Regions from separate parts of the Mus musculus genome. Here all the other regions are linked to region 5. Evidence: chromatin contacts called from public HiChIP or PLAC-seq and promoter capture Hi-C data. All regions are on one chromosome and are shown on one strand. The core of a region is the stretch at or near the end of the contact, and the rest is flanking DNA. Distances in the headings are between cores, read along the strand shown. Region 1 has its middle 22 kb from the start of Gm36431. Region 2 holds the start of Bnip3 (BCL2/adenovirus E1B interacting protein 3). Region 3 has its middle 17 kb from the start of 6330420H09Rik. Region 4 overlaps Ppp2r2d (protein phosphatase 2, regulatory subunit B, delta). Region 5 holds the start of Glrx3 (glutaredoxin 3). Region 6 holds the start of Jakmip3 (janus kinase and microtubule interacting protein 3). Region 7 holds the start of Ppp2r2d (protein phosphatase 2, regulatory subunit B, delta).

What was found. Promoter capture Hi-C pulls out the DNA fragments that hold promoters and counts their contacts. HiChIP or PLAC-seq counts read pairs in DNA pulled down with a chosen protein or histone mark.
Region 1: an H3K27ac HiChIP or PLAC-seq map of extraembryonic endoderm stem cells shows a contact between it and region 5, with 11 times the contacts expected there. The contact joins the enhancer-like site here to the promoter of Glrx3 in region 5. A contact is called at or near these places in 7 of 39 promoter capture datasets (the 3T3-L1 cell line, 3T3-L1-derived adipocytes, cranial neural crest and 4 more) and 6 of 115 datasets of contacts at active chromatin or transcription factors (astrocytes, embryonic forebrain, embryonic limb bud and 3 more).
Region 2: a contact with region 5 is called in a promoter capture Hi-C map of pre-B cells. The contact joins the promoter of Bnip3 here to the promoter of Glrx3 in region 5. A contact is called at or near these places in 16 of 39 promoter capture datasets (the 3T3-L1 cell line, 3T3-L1-derived adipocytes, the C10 cell line and 10 more), 3 of 484 Hi-C or Micro-C datasets (the G1E-ER4 cell line and embryonic stem cells), 9 of 115 datasets of contacts at active chromatin or transcription factors (the 230-238 cell line, embryonic stem cells, extraembryonic endoderm stem cells and 3 more) and 2 of 9 other capture datasets (adipose tissue and liver).
Region 3: a contact with region 5 is called in an H3K4me3 HiChIP or PLAC-seq map of neural tube, with 7 times the contacts expected there. The contact joins the enhancer-like site here to the promoter of Glrx3 in region 5. A contact is called at or near these places in 6 of 39 promoter capture datasets (the 3T3-L1 cell line, cranial neural crest, frontonasal cranial neural crest and 2 more), 1 of 484 Hi-C or Micro-C datasets (ventricular fibroblasts), 5 of 115 datasets of contacts at active chromatin or transcription factors (embryonic forebrain, embryonic midbrain, forebrain and 2 more) and 1 of 9 other capture datasets (embryonic stem cells).
Region 4: an RNA polymerase II HiChIP or PLAC-seq map of embryonic stem cells shows a contact between it and region 5, with 5 read pairs. The contact joins the enhancer-like site here to the promoter of Glrx3 in region 5. A contact is called at or near these places in 9 of 39 promoter capture datasets (the 3T3-L1 cell line, 3T3-L1-derived adipocytes, the C10 cell line and 5 more) and 3 of 115 datasets of contacts at active chromatin or transcription factors (all in embryonic stem cells).
Region 6: an H3K4me3 HiChIP or PLAC-seq map of pro-B cells shows a contact between it and region 5, with 10 times the contacts expected there. The contact joins the promoter of Jakmip3 here to the promoter of Glrx3 in region 5. A contact is called at or near these places in 6 of 39 promoter capture datasets (the 3T3-L1 cell line, cranial neural crest, hippocampal neurons and 3 more), 1 of 15 datasets of contacts at CTCF or cohesin (large pre-B cells) and 6 of 115 datasets of contacts at active chromatin or transcription factors (the 230-238 cell line, embryonic stem cells, epiblast stem cells and 3 more).
Region 7: a contact with region 5 is called in a promoter capture Hi-C map of pre-B cells, with 10 times the contacts expected there. The contact joins the promoter of Ppp2r2d here to the promoter of Glrx3 in region 5. A contact is called at or near these places in 21 of 39 promoter capture datasets (the 3T3-L1 cell line, 3T3-L1-derived adipocytes, the C10 cell line and 12 more), 3 of 484 Hi-C or Micro-C datasets (embryonic stem cells, muscle stem cells and regulatory T cells), 29 of 115 datasets of contacts at active chromatin or transcription factors (the 230-238 cell line, the NIH/3T3 cell line, SST interneurons and 17 more) and 3 of 9 other capture datasets (adipose tissue, embryonic stem cells and liver).

The regions. Positions count from the first base shown.
Region 1 is chr7:135,793,101-135,795,800 of GRCm38.p6, reverse strand. No RefSeq gene overlaps it. Among named protein-coding and RNA genes, the nearest start is that of Gm36431, 22 kb to the left of the region's middle. Within about 2 kb of position 1,425, at least 8 of the 459 cell types and tissues checked have an H3K27ac peak or open chromatin away from gene starts, as enhancers often do. A contact at or near this core is called in extraembryonic endoderm stem cells, where this site is marked.
Region 2 is chr7:138,908,193-138,910,907 of GRCm38.p6, reverse strand. Bnip3 (BCL2/adenovirus E1B interacting protein 3) reads left to right here and starts at 1,402. Exons shown (of 6, transcript NM_009760.4): 1 at 1,402-1,545. The coding sequence starts at 1,515.
Region 3 is chr7:135,835,876-135,838,575 of GRCm38.p6, reverse strand. No RefSeq gene overlaps it. Among named protein-coding and RNA genes, the nearest start is that of 6330420H09Rik, 17 kb to the left of the region's middle. Within about 2 kb of position 1,320, at least 23 of the 459 cell types and tissues checked have an H3K27ac peak or open chromatin away from gene starts, as enhancers often do. A contact at or near this core is called in neural tube, where this site is marked.
Region 4 is chr7:138,862,807-138,865,506 of GRCm38.p6, reverse strand. All of the region lies in intron 2 of Ppp2r2d (protein phosphatase 2, regulatory subunit B, delta), which reads right to left. Among named protein-coding and RNA genes, the nearest start is that of Ppp2r2d, 18 kb to the right of the region's middle. Within about 2 kb of position 1,341, at least 35 of the 459 cell types and tissues checked have an H3K27ac peak or open chromatin away from gene starts, as enhancers often do. A contact at or near this core is called in embryonic stem cells, liver and second pharyngeal arch cranial neural crest, where this site is marked.
Region 5 is chr7:137,436,272-137,438,998 of GRCm38.p6, reverse strand. It overlaps Glrx3 (glutaredoxin 3), which reads right to left and starts at 1,426. Exons shown (of 11, transcript NM_023140.5): 1 at 1,228-1,426. The coding sequence starts at 1,325.
Region 6 is chr7:138,939,287-138,941,986 of GRCm38.p6, reverse strand. Jakmip3 (janus kinase and microtubule interacting protein 3) reads right to left here and starts at 1,257. Exons shown (of 20, transcript NM_028708.2): 1 at 1,187-1,257.
Region 7 is chr7:138,845,096-138,847,852 of GRCm38.p6, reverse strand. Ppp2r2d (protein phosphatase 2, regulatory subunit B, delta) reads right to left here and starts at 1,467. Exons shown (of 9, transcript NM_026391.2): 1 at 1,338-1,467; 2 at 1,149-1,241. The coding sequence starts at 1,344. It overlaps Mapk1ip1 (mitogen-activated protein kinase 1 interacting protein 1), which reads left to right and starts at 1,586. Exons shown (of 2, transcript NM_001045483.1): 1 at 1,586-1,896.

The sequences.
Region 1 (2,700 bases), core at 176-2,675, 1.6 Mb after region 5:
GGAGATCAACGACTGCCATGCTGCTAAACCTTGAGGAAGACCCAGATGTGAGACTCACAGAAGGAAGGGTGTGACCTTGACCTCAGAAAGTACTAACTCTATCCTCCACAACCTGCCTTTCCTGGCCTCCCACTGATAGAGGCTTCAAGGGGTACACCATCCCGCACCTCCAGAACAGCCATGTTGCAGAACCAGGTGCAAGGTGCATGCAAGGAGAGAAACAGAGATGGGGGGGGGATTGAAAACTTCGCTCTTAGATATTCTTGCAGTGATGTGGAATCGGCTCCCTTTGTTTGCTCCACAATGGATCTTATCTTTGGTTGAGGGCTGTGTTCCCGACTATTATTACCCTATATAAAAGGCTCCCAGGCTGTTCTCCCACTTGTTCAGCGGCACCGGAGTGGCATAGCAAATTTAATCGAAGCCCCAGCTCCTGGGAGAATCTTCAGGGAGACTGCTGTCCTCTCGATGCCGTTATCTCCTCTTCCTTGTGTTGAGGAAGCATAAAAATCACAAAAAAGTCATTCTGAGCATATTCTTCCTGATAATTATTGTCAGACTCTGAGATAAGTACCCTACGTGATGTAATGTGTGTTAGACTGGGCCCCTTGAATGCCAATCCTGCTGTGCCTGTGGCCAGACAATGGCCACTGACATCATTGGGGCCTCTGTATTTTGCCATAGACAAGAGAGAGCTTTGATTTTTTTGTGTTTTGATAAGGCACAATCTGGGGGCCTTTATCTCTGCTGTTATATTTAAAGATGACATTCTAGCCCTGCCTTCTTGCCTATTGTCTTGACCCTGATTATCTCCAAATGTTGTTGTTTAGTCAAACTCACAGGCTTAATGAAAGGCCTGCTCCCAATTTAAGGGAAATTATTTAAATGCAGAGTATCCTATACACTGTGGTTTCAAAAAGAACTAGGTGGTTAATCAAAAGTTAATTGTCCAATTCTCATGCAGATTAGGGCCTCTTGCAAATGAATCCCAGGTTGGGACCACTAGAAAAAAAAAAAAAAAAGAAAAGAAAAAAAGAAAGAAAGTACCAATCAACACTCAGGGACCTGCAGACGGGTAAACAACCAGCCGGGCTTAATTTGTAGTAAACAAAATGAGGATACACTAGGGGTCTCCGAAGGAGAAAAAAAGGTGAAAATAAATTAAAGCACAACATACAGATAGGATCTTTTTGTTTGAGGCCATCTTTCAAAACCGTAAGCTAAATGAGGAAAAGCCAGCCTTTTAATATTTACTGGAAACTGTGCACTGGAAAATGACGAGCAAGCCCATAATTATGCTGCGGTTTTAGGTGGAAGCTTGAGGCGGCAGATGGCCATTGTCCTCTGACACCACGACTTCCGTGACTGGTCCCTCCTGGTGGTAAGTGACACAATGCCACCTCCCTCTTGCTGAGGTTTGAGGTGCTCTGACTCCCTGACTGTGTCTTCCAAGTGAATGTCAGTTCCTGTCCCTACTCAGAGAGCCTGCATCAGATCACAAAGTAACAACAAGAGCGGCTTGTAGGTTCCCAGGAGAGGAGTGGGTGCTTGTATGCAGGCTAAAACCCCCAGAGAATGTGTCAAGAAACTAATCCAAGCCACCATCCCTTCCCACCCGACACCCCCAGTCTCTCCTAGTGTCAGGCCAGACTCAGCCAAGGCTCTGGAAGTCGCCCGGCCCACAGCCTCTTCTCAGTCTTTAGCAGAGCCTGCACTGTCCCACCGGCCTCAGCAACAACAAAGCAAGGCTCCAAGATATCTCTGAAGAATTACTTCATTTGGAATGAGGCTCTGGATGGAGAGATCAGGAAGGGAACATCCTCTCTCTGGACAAAAACAAGAATTCAGGATCCTTTCCCTCCGTGCTTTAAATAGAGCAGGATTAAAGGTCCCTGCTCCAGGACAGTGTGGAGATACCATGGGCCAAGGCCAACTATAGTAATGTCTGTCGTGTGTGTGTGTGTGTGTGTGTGTGTGTGTGTGTGTGTGTGTTTACAATGCTTGCCTGACACACTGCACTCATTCTCAAATTCTGGGCTGAATTTTAGAAGACAAAATAAACCTTGCTCTCTTGTGGGTCATCTATGTCCCTGTATAGAGGAAATGACAGAAGATACAGGAGTAGAGAGAGACGATGCTGTCACTCAGGAAGTACACCCTTCAACCAGACCCCTGGGAAAATAAATGGCTTCTTATGTATCCCCGCCAACCACCAGCTCAGCAGGGCCTACCCCAATTCCAGCAATACCACAGTTCCTGTTTGAACAAGCAGGAATAGCCAGGTTTGCGCACACCTTTAATCCTAGCACTCAGGAGGCAGAGGCAAGCAGATCTCTAAATTCAAGGTCAGCCTGACGACAGAGTTCCAAGGCAGCCAGAATGAGACAGAGAAACCCTGTCCAAAATTAAAAAAAAAAAAAAAAAGCAGGCCAAGATTCACCTGCTCCTGGGAAACCACTTAGGTGTCTCCAGGTAACCAGCCATACGGCCACCTCTTGCAGATCTTTCTCATACCTATGTAATAGCCTGGGCCTGCAATGCTTGAGCCAAAAGTAAACGCCCTCCCAGTCTAGAGATAAAGCCTGGCACTGCTCTCCCCAAATCCTCCAAGGGCTAAACCTCGCTGTCCCATTGCCCAGAGCAGGCCAGTCACCTATCAGAGGAAACCATCTCTTCCCTGGCGCTCGGGCTATACCGCAG
Region 2 (2,715 bases), core at 153-2,652, 1.5 Mb before region 5:
GGTGTGGTAGTATGTCTGTAATCCCAGCACCTGGGGGGTTGAGACAAAGGTTTGGTGTCTGTAGCAGAGAATCTGTTTATTGTTCTGAAGGCCCTAGGCTAGAGCTCCGAGCACTGTAAGAAAGCAAGCTTTCAGTTAAGAGTGGTGGAACCACTGGGAAGCTGGGGCAGGAAAAAAAGTTTAAGACCAGAGTAGGTTACAAAGCGAATCTGTCTAAAAAAAGACATCAGATTCAGTCTGGTGACATGGCTCAGCTGCAGTGAACTTGCATGTGCAAGGCCCTCGTATAACCTTAGCACTCCAAACAAAACAAACGGAAATCAAGGCTGCATAGCTATAATCCCAGCTCTCAGGAGGCGAAAGCAGTAGGATCGGAAATTCAAGGTTAGCTTTTGCTACACAGCCAATTCAAAGCCAGCCTCGGTTATGACATTGTCTGGGAAAAAACAAAACACCAAATGAAGCTGCTTCTAGTGACCTGACCCACTGCTACTAAGATAGCTTCTTTTGAGGTTCACAAGCCCCTTCTCTATCCCAGAACTGTATCAAGAGGGAATTCCAACCTCCAAGTACAGAGAAGCTACTGGGTAGGTTACAGGGAGGATGCAGAATCCTCAAAACTGGCCCTCCAAAGGTCTCTCCAACCGTTCCTGTCCAAAAATGCCGTCCTTTCTCGCATGCAGCATACCACAGCACTACCCAACTCGCCATTGATGCTGCAGTAGAATACTGGCAAATTTTTTGTTTTGCTTTGTTGTAAACAGCTTCATACAGTGCAGCCCAGCCTGGCCACGAACCAGGGCTGGGACTAGAGTTATACATAAGCACTCCCGGACTGCATTTTTCTTAAAGATGCAACCTAAAAAACTATCTGTAAGCGTGCATAGAGACAGCGAGACCATGTGTGCTCCCATTGCTGGCGCTCGCAGGTTCCGGAGGAGATTGGGGAACTATGGGTCAACCGCGAGCAGGAGGGGCAAACTCAGCACCCAAGGCCAGACGCCCAAAAACCTGGCCGCACGTCCTCATGCCACGCCTATCTCGGAGCCCGCCCACGTCTGCCCACCTCCAGCCTGGCTTCAAGACCCGCCTCTTGGCCTCTGCAATGCGCGCACCTCGGAGTCCCAAGGCTCAGACCTCGAGCCCCGCCCCCAGACTCTTCCCTACCCGCCTAGGTCCCAGTTACTCCAGCCTCAGGCACAGCCCCCGGTCCACTTCTGCATTAGACCTTAAAAACAGCCGCCCTCCCGCGCACTCCTGCCTCAGGCCCCGCCCATGCCGGCGCACGCGCCGCACGTGCCACACGCTCCCCCGCGTTCCTCCCCCACCTGCAGGCCCCGCCCCCCAGCCAATGGGCTCCGCCGCCGCGTGCGTCCCGCCCCGCCCCGCCCCTTGTCCCTCAGTCCAGTGTCGCCTGGCCTCAGAACTGAGCGGCGCAGGCTGCCCCTGCTACCTCTCGGTGACCGCCTCCCAGGCCTGTCGCAGTTGGGTTCGGGCTCCTTTGCCGAGCCACCATGTCGCAGAGCGGGGAGGAGAACCTGCAGGGTGAGGCAGTGGGCCGAGAGGGGCCGCGGAGGCGGTAGGGTCGCGGGCTGGGGTGCGGTGAGTGGAGGCCGCGATGCAGTTCGGTGCAGCCGGGGCTGGGTGGTGAGCCTCGGGGCATCTTACAGACAGTACCTTCACAGGCAGGCCGGGTCTTTCTTTCCTGCTCTGTTCTTCACACTGTCATAGTTCTGTATTTTCAGACTCTGTAGGTCAGGGGAGCCTCGAACTCTGCGATCCTCCTTCCTCAGCTTCCCGAGTAGCTCAGATTTCAGGCCCTTGGCGTCCCCTTGTTCAGAGTTGCTTAAGTGAGTTAGAGGTTGCAGTTGAATTTTCAGTGCTTTGATTGAAGTCATTAATATTTATGACTGTAGTGCCTTTCACTTTTCCTACTTGGTACTGGGGACAGAACCAGATCTGAACGTGCTGGGTAAGTGCTCATTTCCCGAGCAACACTACCAGTTTTCATTTTATTGCTTTAAGACATACTGGTCTTGAACTTGTGATCCTCCTGGTTCAGCCTCTAGAGTAGCTGGAATTTGGAATTAACAGGCTTTGCCGCTGTGTCCCCTCTCCCCCAATCTTTACCCCTGGCTTGCTTTGTTGCCACTTCCTGATGGAAGAGGAGGATACAGGGTTTCAGACCTCTGTCAGGTTTTAGAGTTAAGAGGTGGGATAGCCGCACAGTGGTGGCACAAACCTTTTATCCCAGCAATCAGGAGGCAGAGGCAGGGGGATTTCTGTAAATTCGAGGCCAACCTGGTCTACAGAGTGAATTTCAGGACAGCCAAGTCTACAAAGAGAAAAACAGAGAGGGGGTATGGCTGGAGGTAGTGTGGAAGAGAGCTACAACAGCTCAAAAGGAGGGTAAAGTGCTTATAATTTAGTTCAGTAGGCTCACTGCAAGCAGTGAAGTAGATTGTAGGTTAAAATGGAAGTGAGGCTGGGTGTGGTGACACACCTAAAATCCCATCATGGGGTGGGTGAAGTTGAGTCTTGACAAATTCCAGGTTAGCCTGGACTACACAGTCGTACCAGGCTAGTTCGGGGCTCTGTAGCCAGACCCTGTCTCACAAATAACAGAAAGGCTCTCCCAGCATCAGCCTTTACAGACTGTTAGCACTGCGCAGACAGCTGCTAGTTTTGCAAGGCCAGCCTGGGTGCTATGTGCCA
Region 3 (2,700 bases), core at 71-2,570, 1.6 Mb after region 5:
GGGTTTGGAGTCCAGCAATGCATACCGATATTCTCTAAAACAGCTGCTGATGGGAGGAGACTGGAGATGGGATTCCATATCAGGGTGACAAGGTGACCAGGAGGTATGAGCTGGAAAACAACAAGGTTCACAGGGATACCCAGCAATTGCAAAGTCCCACCTAACAGCTTTCTGGTCTACTGTAAATGGAGGGGCCACTTTCATCCCATTGACCAATAAGGTCACAGAGGCCAAGTGACCATTAAGAGTCACCTGCATAGAAGTGGTACAACCAAATGAGAACCCAGCTCTATGGAGTTCTAAATCCACATTGTTCCCCGATAGAGAGCTGCTGGTGATGCTTTTCGGATATATATATACACACAATATATACACACATGGGTTAACATGCTCATATCTGTGTGTGCACAGAGAAACAAACAAAAAGGCTTCAACCCTGCTGTGACCTATGGGTTCTAGTGTTCTGTGAGAGTGCTCCCCTCCATGGGAGGCATAAGTCCATCCCTGCGGTCCTCTCACAGAGGCAGCATTGGGTCTGTTACTGTCTTCAGTTGGCCGGCATGAGCACCTGCCCAAGCCACTTCATCTTCACAGCACACGTTCACATCTACTCCCACCACACTTCCTGGCCTGGCTCCTACAGAACACTTTCAACCCTTTCTTTCCACTTCCCAAGTCCCAGAGCTGATCTCCAGGGCCAATCTGACTCCCTTGCCTGTGCAGTAAGCCAGCGCTTGCCCATCAATGATGGGCATCTGGCCCTGGCAGGTCCCTGTCCTCTGGGACTCACAGGCAGACAGGTAGCTAATCACAGTCAAGGGAAACATGGGATCCAGAAAAACAGCTTCTCTCCCACAGAAGAGCTCTTGTGTGCTCAGGGTGTCAGCCCGGTGGGAGAAGACCCAGGGGACTTTCTACATGCCCAGAGACCCCCACCTTGATAAGCCTTTGCCAGTGTGGCTCTGGGCCACAATTTGGTAAATAATGATAGAGCCATCCATCAGCCTGGTGGCATGTCCTGGACAACAGGGGCCTCTGCCAGCATGGTATTCTGTTTCTCAAAGCCCCCTTCCCGGTGCAGTTCCTTTATTCCAACTTGGGAAACAAAGCCTGGGAGTCCAGCCATAACAGACTTGCAAAGCCCACACGAGAAACTACCTGGGTTGGCAGGAGGGGTTCTGCTTGGTGGGCCTCTGTGCAGCTGCATAGCCTTAAGAAGAGTGAAGCAGACCCCTGGCCTGGTGGGTACTGGAAAGGGACCTCTCCAGTCTCCCTAGAAGGAGGCAGCTGGCCAGGGTAGTGTCATGTTTCCTGAGGAGCCTGACTCCTTTGAAAGCTTAAGGGTGCCATCTTGTGCTTGAGAGTTGTCAACGCACCCGGTTCCCAGTGGGATGCAGCAGGAGCTATCTGCCCGCTGCCTTTCTCCCCTTTTCTTCCTCTAACCCGGGGCTTCTTGACCTCTGTAGGATCCCCAGCTACCAGAAGGGTCTCAGTCCCGAGAACCTGTTGGGGGGGTGATGCTTATTTGAGCAGTCTGGCACCTGCCCTGCATCCTGAGTCACCTTCTCCGTGACACCTTGTTGGTGGTCCTGACCCTTTGATGCTGTGTTCTGTGCAGCCTGCAGGTAGGTGGGCAGGAGGGGACTGTGAGAGGCAGGGCCTAAAAATCCAAAAGGTACTTATTTATGAGAAAGGAAGAGAGAGATGTAAAAAAGGCGAAAGGGCAAAGGCGTGAGAGGAGAAGAAGGGGGCGAGGGAAGAGAGATGGGAAGGACTGTAGAAGACAAGAAGAGAGGGGGGAGCTACTGTACTTGCCTTTGGCTAATTGCAGCTGTAGCATCTAATTTCAGAAATTATTCTGTCTGTTCAGGAGCACGTGTGCATGTTCTATGGATTCAGAGGATGTGCACATTTGGGAAACTGACACAAATAAAGGAAAAAGCCACTGTCCCTAAGTGTACTGTCCCCATGGGTATCAGGTTCTTCATAGGGAGAGACTAGGGTGGGGGCAGTGTTTACAGAATTCAAAGTTAGGTCTTCCACCCACTGGATATCCTTCCCCCTGACTTCACTGCCAGACTCGCAGAAATGCCTGCTTTGAGTTTTAACTCATTTCCTCTTGATTTTTAGATTCAAACATCTTCAAATATGGCGGGGGTGGGGGTGGGGGCAGAAACAGAAGATATTTGCAGCAAAGAACAAAGTAAAGAAGACAGCAGAGGGTCCAAATGGTCCTCAGTACTTCATCAGGCTTAAATCTTCTTCTGTTTTCTCTTTCTGAAATAAAATCCAGGGGCAGCATTGAGAAACCAAATGCAGACATACACACAGAAAACACAGACAGACAGGGAGACAGCTGTACCATCTTCATAAACACAGAGCCAGCCCTTCCCAACTCGCACAGCCTGGCCTAAGTGACAGGGCATAGCTACTAGCCAAGGAGTTGTGTGGCAGTGTCACACCTCAAAGCCCATCACTGTGTAAGAGAAGTACACACTTACACACACACATATGAATAGAAGATCTAGAGAGGGCAAAGCTGCAAGTGTTTTGTTGGTATCTTTTGTGCTTTGAAGATAAACAGCCTCAGGGGAGTGAAGAGAAGGGACATGAAGATCACCCCAAGAAGGGAAGGAACCTGGGTCTTTAAGCCACCCTCTCTGTCTCTGACTCTCCAGGCTTGCACAGTGCAGCTATGAG
Region 4 (2,700 bases), core at 92-2,591, 1.4 Mb before region 5:
TCCCTGGGTCCATCCCATTTCATGTTCCTGTGACGCTGGGTGATGGGCTAGCACCCCCATCCTGACCCCATGATACCTCTCAGAGATGCCAAAGCAAGAATGCAGAAGACAGACAGTTCTCCAAGACCACTTGCTCACAGAACTGTCTTCACAATGGCCCTACTTTTAAAACAAAAGCCACAACTCAGGATCTGCAGATGTGAGAAAAGTCAACCAAACAAAGCAAACACTTAGAAGAAAACAAATGTCCACTAGTAAAGGATCCATAGTGACCACTAACATCTTTAGCCCTGTTGTCTACTAACAGCACTTACTGTGCTAGTGTCATTGTAAGCTGTGCCTGGGAGGCAGCTACTGTCATCCTGGCCTGTCTGAGAAGGCACTTTTACCTGAAATGTAAGCAGCCTAAAAACTGCAAGGCGCAAGGGCAGAGCACAAACACAGCTGGAAGATGGGTTTCAGTGGCCCATGGCCCAGTTGACAGTTCTAAGATGAGAGAGAAAAGAAGAGTATCAGAGGGTTAGGACCAGAGTCTCCTAGGTGCAAAGGTCTGCAGGCCAAAGGGCTGATGAGCCTGCTACAACCCAGGCATAGGTGCAGGACAAGGACATGTACACAGAGCAGGAAAGACCCCAAAAGGAAGCAGAGCTAATAGTAACACACAGTTTCAGGGAGATGGATGAATACTAACCATCCTTAAAACTTTAAGAAACCCCCCCCAACAATTTCAACTTAAGATTCTTTACCAAGTCAAGTTTTAATTAAAGTTGAAAAAAGGAAAAAAAAAAAAAAAAAAAAAAGGTGCCCTGAAGGCAACTTAAATGTCCACTCAGGAGAACAGATATATACGATATATAATCATTACAAAAGAACGCCACAGAACAATGAAAATGACCAAGTAACTAGCATCCACAATCAGGATAAAAAGCAGAAGCACATACTAATAGTGTTAAGATCACTTATATCAAATTCAAAACCAGGATGATTGACTATGTGGGTGGGTGGATGGGTGCTAGGTGGTAACTATAGCAGTGTTACACTCCAAACCAAAAAAGTCCTATTAGCTAGGTCAGAGCTGGGGTGGAGCCATGTTGGAGAGAGGAAAGTCTTGGCTGTGCTCACTCTCACAGCAGAAGCTCCTGCTGTGTGGTCACTGCTGCATGCCTGGGCCTAAGCCACTGTGCACATCTATCAAGCTACTGAGTCCTGCTTACGCCAGGTGGCCATCTAGACCCTTAGGCCCATTAGTTGTACTCCTCCAATCTGACTCCACTCCCCACATTGCAACCTCCACCTCCTCCAAGGTTCTCTGTGCCTCTTTATTCTGAAACCCAGGAACATTTGGAAGCCATTAACCTCGCCTTCTCCAACCCTGCTCACATAAGCTCAGATTTCCTTCATCGCCTTCTCCAACCCTGCTCACATAAGCTCAGATTTCCTTCAACCCTTGGATGTTCTTGCACAACTGCTCCTACCTTTATCTGTCACTGACTGCATTATATATACCTTTGCTGACTTCAAACTACCACTGGCACACTAGACCCCTACAGTGTTACAGATTCACTTAAAAACATACTAGAAGGAAACAGCCATGCCTTCACCCCTAATCTTCTGCAGCAATATTCTTATCCTGCAAGAACTTGATCCTATGATGACCCCCTGAGGGACCAAACAAACCTTCTCTTGTTTCTCATTGATCTTCACAACTCCAGAGGAGAATGCTTAGTTAAGCAAGTGTCTGATCTCTACTGGCTTTGCCAGATATCTTGGCCAAGCATTTCTTAATTCCCTCTCATCTGAGGGCTCTTTACTCTCAGTATTTCCTGAACAGCTCCTGACTATACTGCTCAGAGCTTGCCCACTGAAGTTCACTTAAGCCTTGGCAACCATTAGCAGATCAACTGTCTGGCTTGTGAATATGCAAGCAGCAGGCTGAAGGGAGGACATTCCCTTCCTACTCTGCAGCATGTATTGAGGCAAACACATGATGCAGAGACTTATAGGACAGATGATTCTAATAAAGAATCTCCAGGAGAAAAAAGTCATCTGAACATTGGCACTTTCTCACACGCAAACATCTGTAAGAGGAAATTACTACATATTCACAATGCAAAGTATTAACTGCTTTTCAGTTATGCAGAGTTTATTGAGGATATCAGGTAAGCCAGGCAATGCCCACATATTCTGATATAGTCATAGAGGACTGGGAAAGAACACTGCACAGAAAAATAAAAATTGTTCTACCAACAGATGCATGTACACAGAGTTTCTATGTGGTATTTATTTGGGGTAGAGGGCAGGGAATCTCATATCATCCTGTCTCAGCCTCCCAAATGCTGGGATTACAAGAGTACACCAGTCAGGCTAATTTTGTCTTTTTTAAATAAAACAGTTATTTTATTGTATGTACAGGTGTTCTGCTTGCATGTGTGTCTATGTACCATGTGCATGCCTGGTGCCCGAGGAGTTCAGAAGAGGGTATTGGGAACCCTGGAACTGAAGTTACAGGCAGTTGTGAGCTGCCATGTGGATGCTGGGAATTGAAATGAGGACCTTAATCACTGAATCATCTCTTCCACACTTCTAACTTTGCCTTTGGATATAGATCATCCAAAGGCAAATGTTATCTCTGCTCAAAAGGAAGACATAAACTGAGACAGCAGCTAGCCAAGGTGATGCTTACAAGCAATTCCTGCAGAC
Region 5 (2,727 bases), core at 177-2,676:
TTTCCTGATTTTTTACAATAGGGTCTCCTTATATACCTCTGGCTAGCCTGAAACTCACTATGAAGATCAAACTGACCTTGAACTTGCAGAATAAATGGCATGCTAACTTTTACCCACTAAGGCCTGTTTAACACATGAAACATAAAGACAAACTAAGCATGTGAAACACACACACATAAAAGAATCTTCTCAGACGATTTAAGTTCAAGCTTTTCAGGACATGTCCACACAAGCCCTCATCACTTCAGGAGGCCATCTCTGACGTCCTCCGAAACGCCTGGTAAACGACCTGGCTGGATCCATCAGAAGTCAGCTTCTACTTAATGTTACTCTCATTCTCCCTTTTTCTTTTCTTTGGGGGGAAAAAAATTTAAAATCAAGTAAACCTGAAATGCGAAAGGGTTGGAAAGGACTGGTTTTGTTGTTGATGAAGATGAGTTGTTGTTTTCGGTGCTAGAAGTTGAACTCAGGGTTTCTTGTGTATTAAGCACTAGCTACACTGCCAGCCTCTGAATGAGCTATTGTAATTCTCCTCCATACTGTATGGAGTAGCAGATGTCAGCCAGTCAATCTGCCACCTGCCCACTCTGCTCAGTGAGGATACCAAGGCCCCCACATTAGTGGAGAGAGCTTCCGGTACGCCAACCACAAAACAGAGCTTTAACAGAACCGGTCCATTCACCCGGGAGGAAGCCGAAGGGGAGGTTAGGAAACTTGCCCCAGGATTACAAGCACATAAGGGGCTAAGGAGAGGTTGGGGATCCCCGGCAGTGGGCCCTGAAACCCCTCCCTCACCACTCTGCATGCAGATCAAGGCAGGGCAGCATCCTAGAGCGCCGAGGTCCTGGTTTCCCACGCATCCCCAGGGCTGGCCTCAGGAAGGCTTGGCCAAAGGCGAGGCGCGCGCACCCGGCCGCCGCAGACCCTCCCTTAGCCGGCTGGTGGTTCAGGAAAGCCCGGGACCCTAGCTGGGCCTGCAGGCTGGTCGCCAGCCAAGGCTTCCTTCAGGAGGCGCCACATGCGGGTCTCCGGAGGGCAGGTCCATTGTGCACGCGGGCCGCCGCGGGCCGCTTCCCTAGGAGGGGCTACCGCCGCGGCCCAAGTAGGGCCGCCGTTGGACCACGAGCTCAGCTCCGGACGTGCCGCGTTGGGAAGCCGCCCCCAAGTCCCGTGACCCCCCGGCCCGCCGCCCTCTGGTCCCCGGGCCCTCTCGCCGCCCCCGCGTACTTGGTTTTGAGGCGCAGTAGCTCTTCAAACTGCTGGGCAGAGCCGACTTCCACCACTGCCACGGCTGCCTCGCCTGCCTCGGCCGCCCCCGCCGCCATGCTGTCTCCGCCAGACACCAGCAGTCGAGCGCCGGAGGCTCGATAGGGCCGGACGGACACGCGAGGAGGCTGCGCACGGGGAAGCCACGCCCGCTGAGATCGGGGGCCCACCCCTGACACACTATGCCACGCCCTCCGGCACTGAAGGTCACGCCCTCGGACTGGGAGAACTGGGAGGCTCTGGGTTGGGCTAGCGGAGCCTCCTTGCTTTGTATTGGTGTGCTAACTAGCTAGATGCCTTGGCCCCTGGCTGTTGTAGCTCTGGAGCTCAGAAACCTGTAATAGGAAGGGATGTAAGTATGTGTGTATTGTAAATTAGAGTGAAGTCAGAATAGAACATTGGCAAGCTGAAATCTCACATGAAGCTGCATAAAGATGAACTAGGAAGTCTTAAGACTAAAAAAACAATAGTGTCTGAGCACAACCCTGATAGTCCTTGTACCTCAGTCCTGGAGGAAACTCGAACTCTTCTAGAGGTGCCCTCAGAACCCCATAATCAACCTTCAGTACAACTCTGTGACACCTGTTAGCCGTTGCAGCCTTGACACAAGACCTAAATGGCTCGCCCCATTGCCTCTAAGAACCGTTAGGCTCCTTTTTAGAGTTCCTGCACCTTCCCACCCAGGCCCAGCCTCCATGACCCTCTTACTAGAAGCTTCCCTGTACGGGCAGTGACTCGCCAGTGGTATCTTCTCCACACTCTTTCCCATGCTAAGGCAGGAAGTTCCTTAAGTTTGAGTCCAGCCTGGGCTCTACAGTGAGTTCCAGGCCAGCCTGAGTAACAGTAACAGATTACAGATTGAAATATTTTCGATCGATTGGGAATTAAATATGTCCTTTTACCTCTGCTCACTGAGCCATTTTAAAGAACACAGGAGAGTTGCTTGCGGTGGCCACTCCTGTATCCTATTGGCAGCCCTGCTCCTATGATTACAAAAGCCCTGGAAGCTGTGTCACACACATCTTGAGAAACACCCCTACTAAAAATGTGGATCACAGTGCTCCAAATGCAACAGGACAAATTGTTCTGCTTCTTGGCTGGGGGGGGGGGGGGCAGAACCCCAAACTTAGGACTGTAAGAAAATAAACATACGCCAATACCAATAAAGCCATAGAAACCTCAGAAAGACATCAGGGTCACACGCGGACATTAACATCCTGATTATAGTATTGTATTACAGGTTTGCAAGGTGCGATGGGTTGTATATGCTCAGCCCAGGGAGTGGCACTATTAGAAGGTGTGGCCCTATTGGAGTAGGTGTGTCACTGTGGGTGTGTGCTTTAAGGCCCTCATCCTAGCTCCCTGGAAGCCAGTCTCCTCCTGGCTGCCTTTGGAACAAGTGGTGGAACTCTCAGCTCCTCCAGCCCCACATCTGCCTGGATGCTGCTATGCTCCCACCTT
Region 6 (2,700 bases), core at 8-2,507, 1.5 Mb before region 5:
GCCAAGAGGGCCTTGTTCTCGGTGTATTAATTGGGTACCTTGGTGGAAAGAGGACCCTGGCCTTCTTCACTCCACCTACAGAGCAAGCTGGAAGTACCCACTCCCGCAACTCTGTTCTCTAGTTTGGGCCCCACAACCAAGGCCAGAGCCTTTTCTGGTGTCCTGCTGTTCTGCAGAGAGCGCCCAGATCTGAGTCACCACTGGCTTCACTGCCGGCTTAGCTGTATTTGCAGGCAGTCGGCAAAGAGGGCTCTGCACATTTCACCATCTTGTGGAGGAAGCCTGAATCTAGCTGGGAAGCAGAAGGTTTGGTTTTTTTGTTTTTTTGATTTTTGCCTTTTTAAAAACCCTAACATTTTCTTTTTTAAGTAGGCAAGGTCAAATGGATAGGCAGGTCCTTTTCCTAAGAAAAGTGCCCAGGCCAGCGTCCTCTCACCAACTCCCAAACGCAAGTAAATGGTAATTCGGTGGCCTTGCATATCCTCAGCATAGATCCCACTGCTGTGCGTTCATCCCGGAAACGGGAACACGGGAAAAATTTAAACCATCTGCCCCAAAATTAAAAATCTAAAAGGCCTGGCAGCACCATCCTGGAGGAGGTACTGTGAAGACGACGAGTCCCCAGCGGCAGCGGCAGCGGCGGCGGCGGCGCACCTGCGCGTCCACACCCAGCGCAGCGTCACCGGCAGCTCCCTAGGCCTGCGCTGGGCTGGCCCTGCTCCCGCACACCGCGGGAAACCGGTGCAGTGAAATAAATTGCCAGTGGAACGCGAGAAATCTCCCAGAGAGGCAAACACCCCAACTCGGGCAAGGCCTCCGGACCCCGGATCACCAGGGAGAGTCGAGCAAGCCCCGCCACCCTGCTCCATCCCCGTGCCATCCCGCTCCATCCCGGCGCCACCCCAAGAGTCGCTACCCTGCGCCATCCCCATACACCCTGGGCATCGCCACCCTTTTCTATTCCCGTGCTATCTCCGCCACCCTGGGCGTCACCACCTTGCTCCATTCCGGTGTCATCCCCGGCACCCCAAGCCACCTACAGCCCGCAGCGCAGGGCATCCGCCAGCCCTGAATATTCAGTGCCAGGAGCGGGTGGAGCGTAAGGAGCCCTGCAAAGCGCGTCCCTCATCCCCTCCCAGGTCAACTGTGGGATGCGTGGGATCCTGAGGATCGCACCGCTGCTCACCAAGGTTCCCCTCGATCAGGCTTCGGGCGGCGGCGTCCGACGGTCGGGCTCAGCCATCGCAGTGGCGCTGCGGCGGGCGGGGGCCGCGCGTCACCACGGGCAGCGCCCCGAACCCCGGCCCGCCCCTGCAGGCGCTCCAGCCGGCGCCGGCCCAGCGTCGCCCGCCCCTTGGCTTCCCCAGATCGTTGCGCTTATTCCTTTAAGAAATAAGTCCTGGGTCCGTTAAAGTAAGAAATGACATTGCCGAAGATGACCCTGGTGGTTTAGAGGGTCCCGCTGTGCTGTGTGGGGATCTAAAAGCCATCCAGGTTAAATGTGCCTGCGGGTCGCCCAGGGCCACGCGCCTACGAGGGACTATCCGTGGTAGGAATCACTCACCCTCATTGCGTGCTGGATGTGAGCAGCCATGAGCAGCGCCCGCGAGTTGCACGTGGGTGTCCCAACCCTTAACCCTTTGCTTCCCGGCTCCAAAAGCTGCTTTCCAGGGCTCTGTAGGGAGAGAAACGTTTTTTTCAGGCTTCAGCAAACAAATGTTATCCCGGACCCCAACATTCAGAGTTCTGTCCTCCCTGCTTCTCTTTGCCCCCTCCCCTTCTGATACTGGACATAGAACCTAGGGTCAAGAGCTCTGCCTAAAACCTGTATCTCAGCACTCTGTTCCCTCACTTTGTTTGTTTGTTTGTTTGTTTTGTCCTGTGATCGTGTGTTCTAGTTTCATTTCTACTGCTGTATTAAAGTCCAAGACGAAAAGCAACTCAGGGAACAAATAAGTATATTCCAGCATGCAATTCCAGGTTATAGTCTATCATTGTGGGAAAGTCAAGGCAGGAACTTCAAACAACTAGTTACATATATCTGCAGTCAAGAGCCGAGAGAAGCGCATGCTCTCACTTGCTTATTCGCTTGTGTTCAACTCCCATTTCTTCACTTTGGGGTTGGGGGTGTCCCTCTGCCTAGAGAATGGTACCACCCACATGGGGCTGGGTTTTCTCACATTAATTTATTACATCCTCACAGAAATGCTCACAAGACTGCCCCATGTAGACAATCTCTCAGTGAGACTCTTTTCCGAGGTGACTCTGTCTAGGTTGTGCCAAAAGACAATTAAAGGTAACTGTCACATCCAGACATTGTGGTGCGTGCCTCTAATCCAAGAACATGGGAGACTGAGCACAGAATAACAAGAAACTTCACAAAACATATAGGTATTCTGTCTGGGTGGGCCTTCACCTGACAGAGTGAGTTCTGAGGGTTGGATGACAGGATAGATAGATGCAGAGAGAGGGTGAGTACTGGAGCGAAGAGCTCCTCAGGTAGACCACCATCCGGCAGACTACATCACACAGCCAGCACGCACGCACGCACGCGCATGCGCATGTACACACACAGAGCTGCAAGTGGGTCGGGGGTGGGAGGCACGTGTCGGGTGATGGGATCTCCAAGTAACAGGTCTCTAACTGATAATACCAATGTGAGATCAGTGGACTGAAAATGAAAATCATATCCAAAATAAG
Region 7 (2,757 bases), core at 218-2,717, 1.4 Mb before region 5:
GGAGCACGAACAGGCAGGCCTATGCTCACCACACACACACACACACACACACACACACACACACACACACACACACACACAGTGTGTGTTTGAAATCCCAGGACTTGGCTGGATGGGACAACATCAAAAAACAAAGTCTGGAGAAGTGACTTTAAAGAGCAGTGTGGGAAGAGAAAACACTACTCAGTTAAAAAAAGAAAACCGCCACTACTGTAGCGCTTCAGGAGACCCCATGACAAATAAGTTCCTCTTGCTCAACAACAAGAGGTGGAGATCCAGGGCTGACCGACGTCTACCTGGCCAGAGATTGGACTGGACAGACTAGCACACCTACGACCACAAACAGGGTATCCAGAGCACTCGGTGCTCCATCCCGTCCTGAGTCCAGTCCAGCATGGGCCCCCGGAGACTGATAACCCTGCATGGTTCTCCTTCCACCTTATACGGGTGCCAGGGAGATAGATGAAAGACCCTTTATATTGCATGGGCTCCCACATTAGTGTCTGGGACCTGATTTACCCCACAGGGCCTCAAGATCAACTGCCATGCCCCCCTATCTCTCTCCTTTCACAAAAATGGACCTCACCTCACCCCGTGGTACCAACTCCTAGCGGAATCCCGGGGTCGCTGCCTAGTGTCTACAGTCCTTTTTCTTCACTCCGTACAGACGCTAGTGAGACATGCATTTAAGATCGTTATACACCCCAGACTCCAAAGACCTGTGGCCGCATCTTCCTTACATGGCTCGATACCTCTGCCCCGGCCTTACCTTCTTACAGACCCTCGAGGCCGGCGTCCACGGTCGTCTCCCCATAGCCTCCCGAGGCTGGCCTCCATGGCCATCTGTGCCCACCGACCCCTGAGGCCGGCGTCATGGCCATCATCCCCATAGCCTCCCAAGGCTAGCGTCCACCGCCGTCTCCCCAACAGATCCCCGAAGCGGGACTCAGCCGCAGTCTCTCCCCAGCCCCGCGTCCGCAGCCGTCTCCCTACGGACACCCCTCCCTCTCTTCAGCCGCTGGCCGGCCGAGGGTCTCCCGGGACAACGCCGGTCAGGCGGGCAAAGGCGGCCGCGTCCGGACCGGCGGCTGAGCGAGCATGACCTTGCGGGGCTCGGGGGTTGGGGTGGGGTGTCGGTCGGGCCTCACCTTCCGCCACGTCCTCGTCGACAGCGCCCTTCACCTGCGAGAAGCACCACTGGAAGTCGTTGCCGCCCGCCGGGCAGCCGCCGCCTCCAGCTCCTGCAACAGAGCGCGCCGTCAGGCCGGCCCCGCCCCGCCCCACCACCGTCCAGTCCGCCCGCCCGCCCCGCTCGCTCGCTCGCGCACGGCCCTCACCTGCCATGGCGCGGGCGGGACGCGCCCAGCCGAGCGCGGCCGACCGAGGCGCTCCGAGCGCTCAGCCCCGGCCGCCACCGCCGCCGCCGCTGCCGCCACCGTCGCCGCCGCCGGGGAGGGAATTTTTTCCCCTTTTCAAAATGGCGCCCAATGCCCGTCGCCCCGCCGGATGACGTCATCCCCCTCCGCCTCCTCCGACGGTCAGTGCCGCGGGGGCTGCCGGGGGCGCACCGTGCGCCGACTGCGTCTGCGCGAGCTGTCTTGAGGTTGGACCTACGTAGCCGCTGCGGTCCAAGGAGAGGAGTGTCTTGGACTAGTCCGCTGGCAGATAGAGGCGGCCTTCTCGAGTCGTGTCAAGGCTAGGACGCGACGCCCTCTACGTTCTTAAGGCCTCAGACTTTCTTCTGCGGCCGGCTGGACTGGATGCTCGAAGGCCTGGGCCTTTCCTACAGCTGAGCCAACGGGAACGCGGAACCTCCGTGGATCTGCCAATAGAGAGCGCTCGGCCGTGGGCAGGCGGGGCCTCTGATCCCCGGAGCACCTGGAACCCAGCACCTGCGTGCGTAATTTTGCCCATCATCCAGGCTCTCTTGCCCCCAGAATCTTTGATCGTAGCTTCTGAGCACTGATCTCATCAGAGTGCTACTTCAGGGATTCTTTGAGCTCTCAGTATAGCCCCTAGGGAACCGTTCTCGACATTTGCTTTATTTGTGGGTGTGTTTTTCTAGCATGAAGAGGAATTATTTGTTCGTGGGCTTGACTTATCCGAAATCACTATGAAGTTGGCAGTGAGCGTACTGCACCACTAGAGGGCAGTTGTTCCAAACCAGAGCATTCTCCACTTCAAAAATGTTTTGCCTTTTAGCAAGTGCTTTTTCTATTCTCAGTCTTGGCTGGGATGCTGCTTGTGTAGAGGTGATGTGTCTGTCCTGGTGGAGTTTACTCTTCAGCGGAGAAGAGACAATAAGAAAAACCTGGGGAAAGTTAAGTGGACTAGAGTTAAATACAACACAGAAGCAGGGGAAGGAGATTGGAGCAGTTGGTATCTTTAGGAGAGCAATTAGAGGAGATAAGAAAGAATCTCAGGCTGACGTCTTGGGCGGCTGCTAGAAATGAGAACAGCTAGTGCACAGGCTGGGCCACCCTGACCTTTTCTTTCCGATGTTTTATTTTTAATTCAATTGCACACACACACTTTGATTAGGGTCTTGCCATGTAACATGAGGCTGGTCTCTAAATTGAAATACGTCTGGTTCCACCTCGTTGGCGCTGGGTTTACAAGCACGGAGCACACCTAAGCTTGCTAATGTGTTTAAAGGGCAGCAAGAAGCTGTGGGGAGAACAGAAGTGGCCAAGGAAGGCTAGTCATAGCAGTGGAGGCAAGGTGGTCCGGGACAGAGCAGGAAGCTGTTTTCAGGGG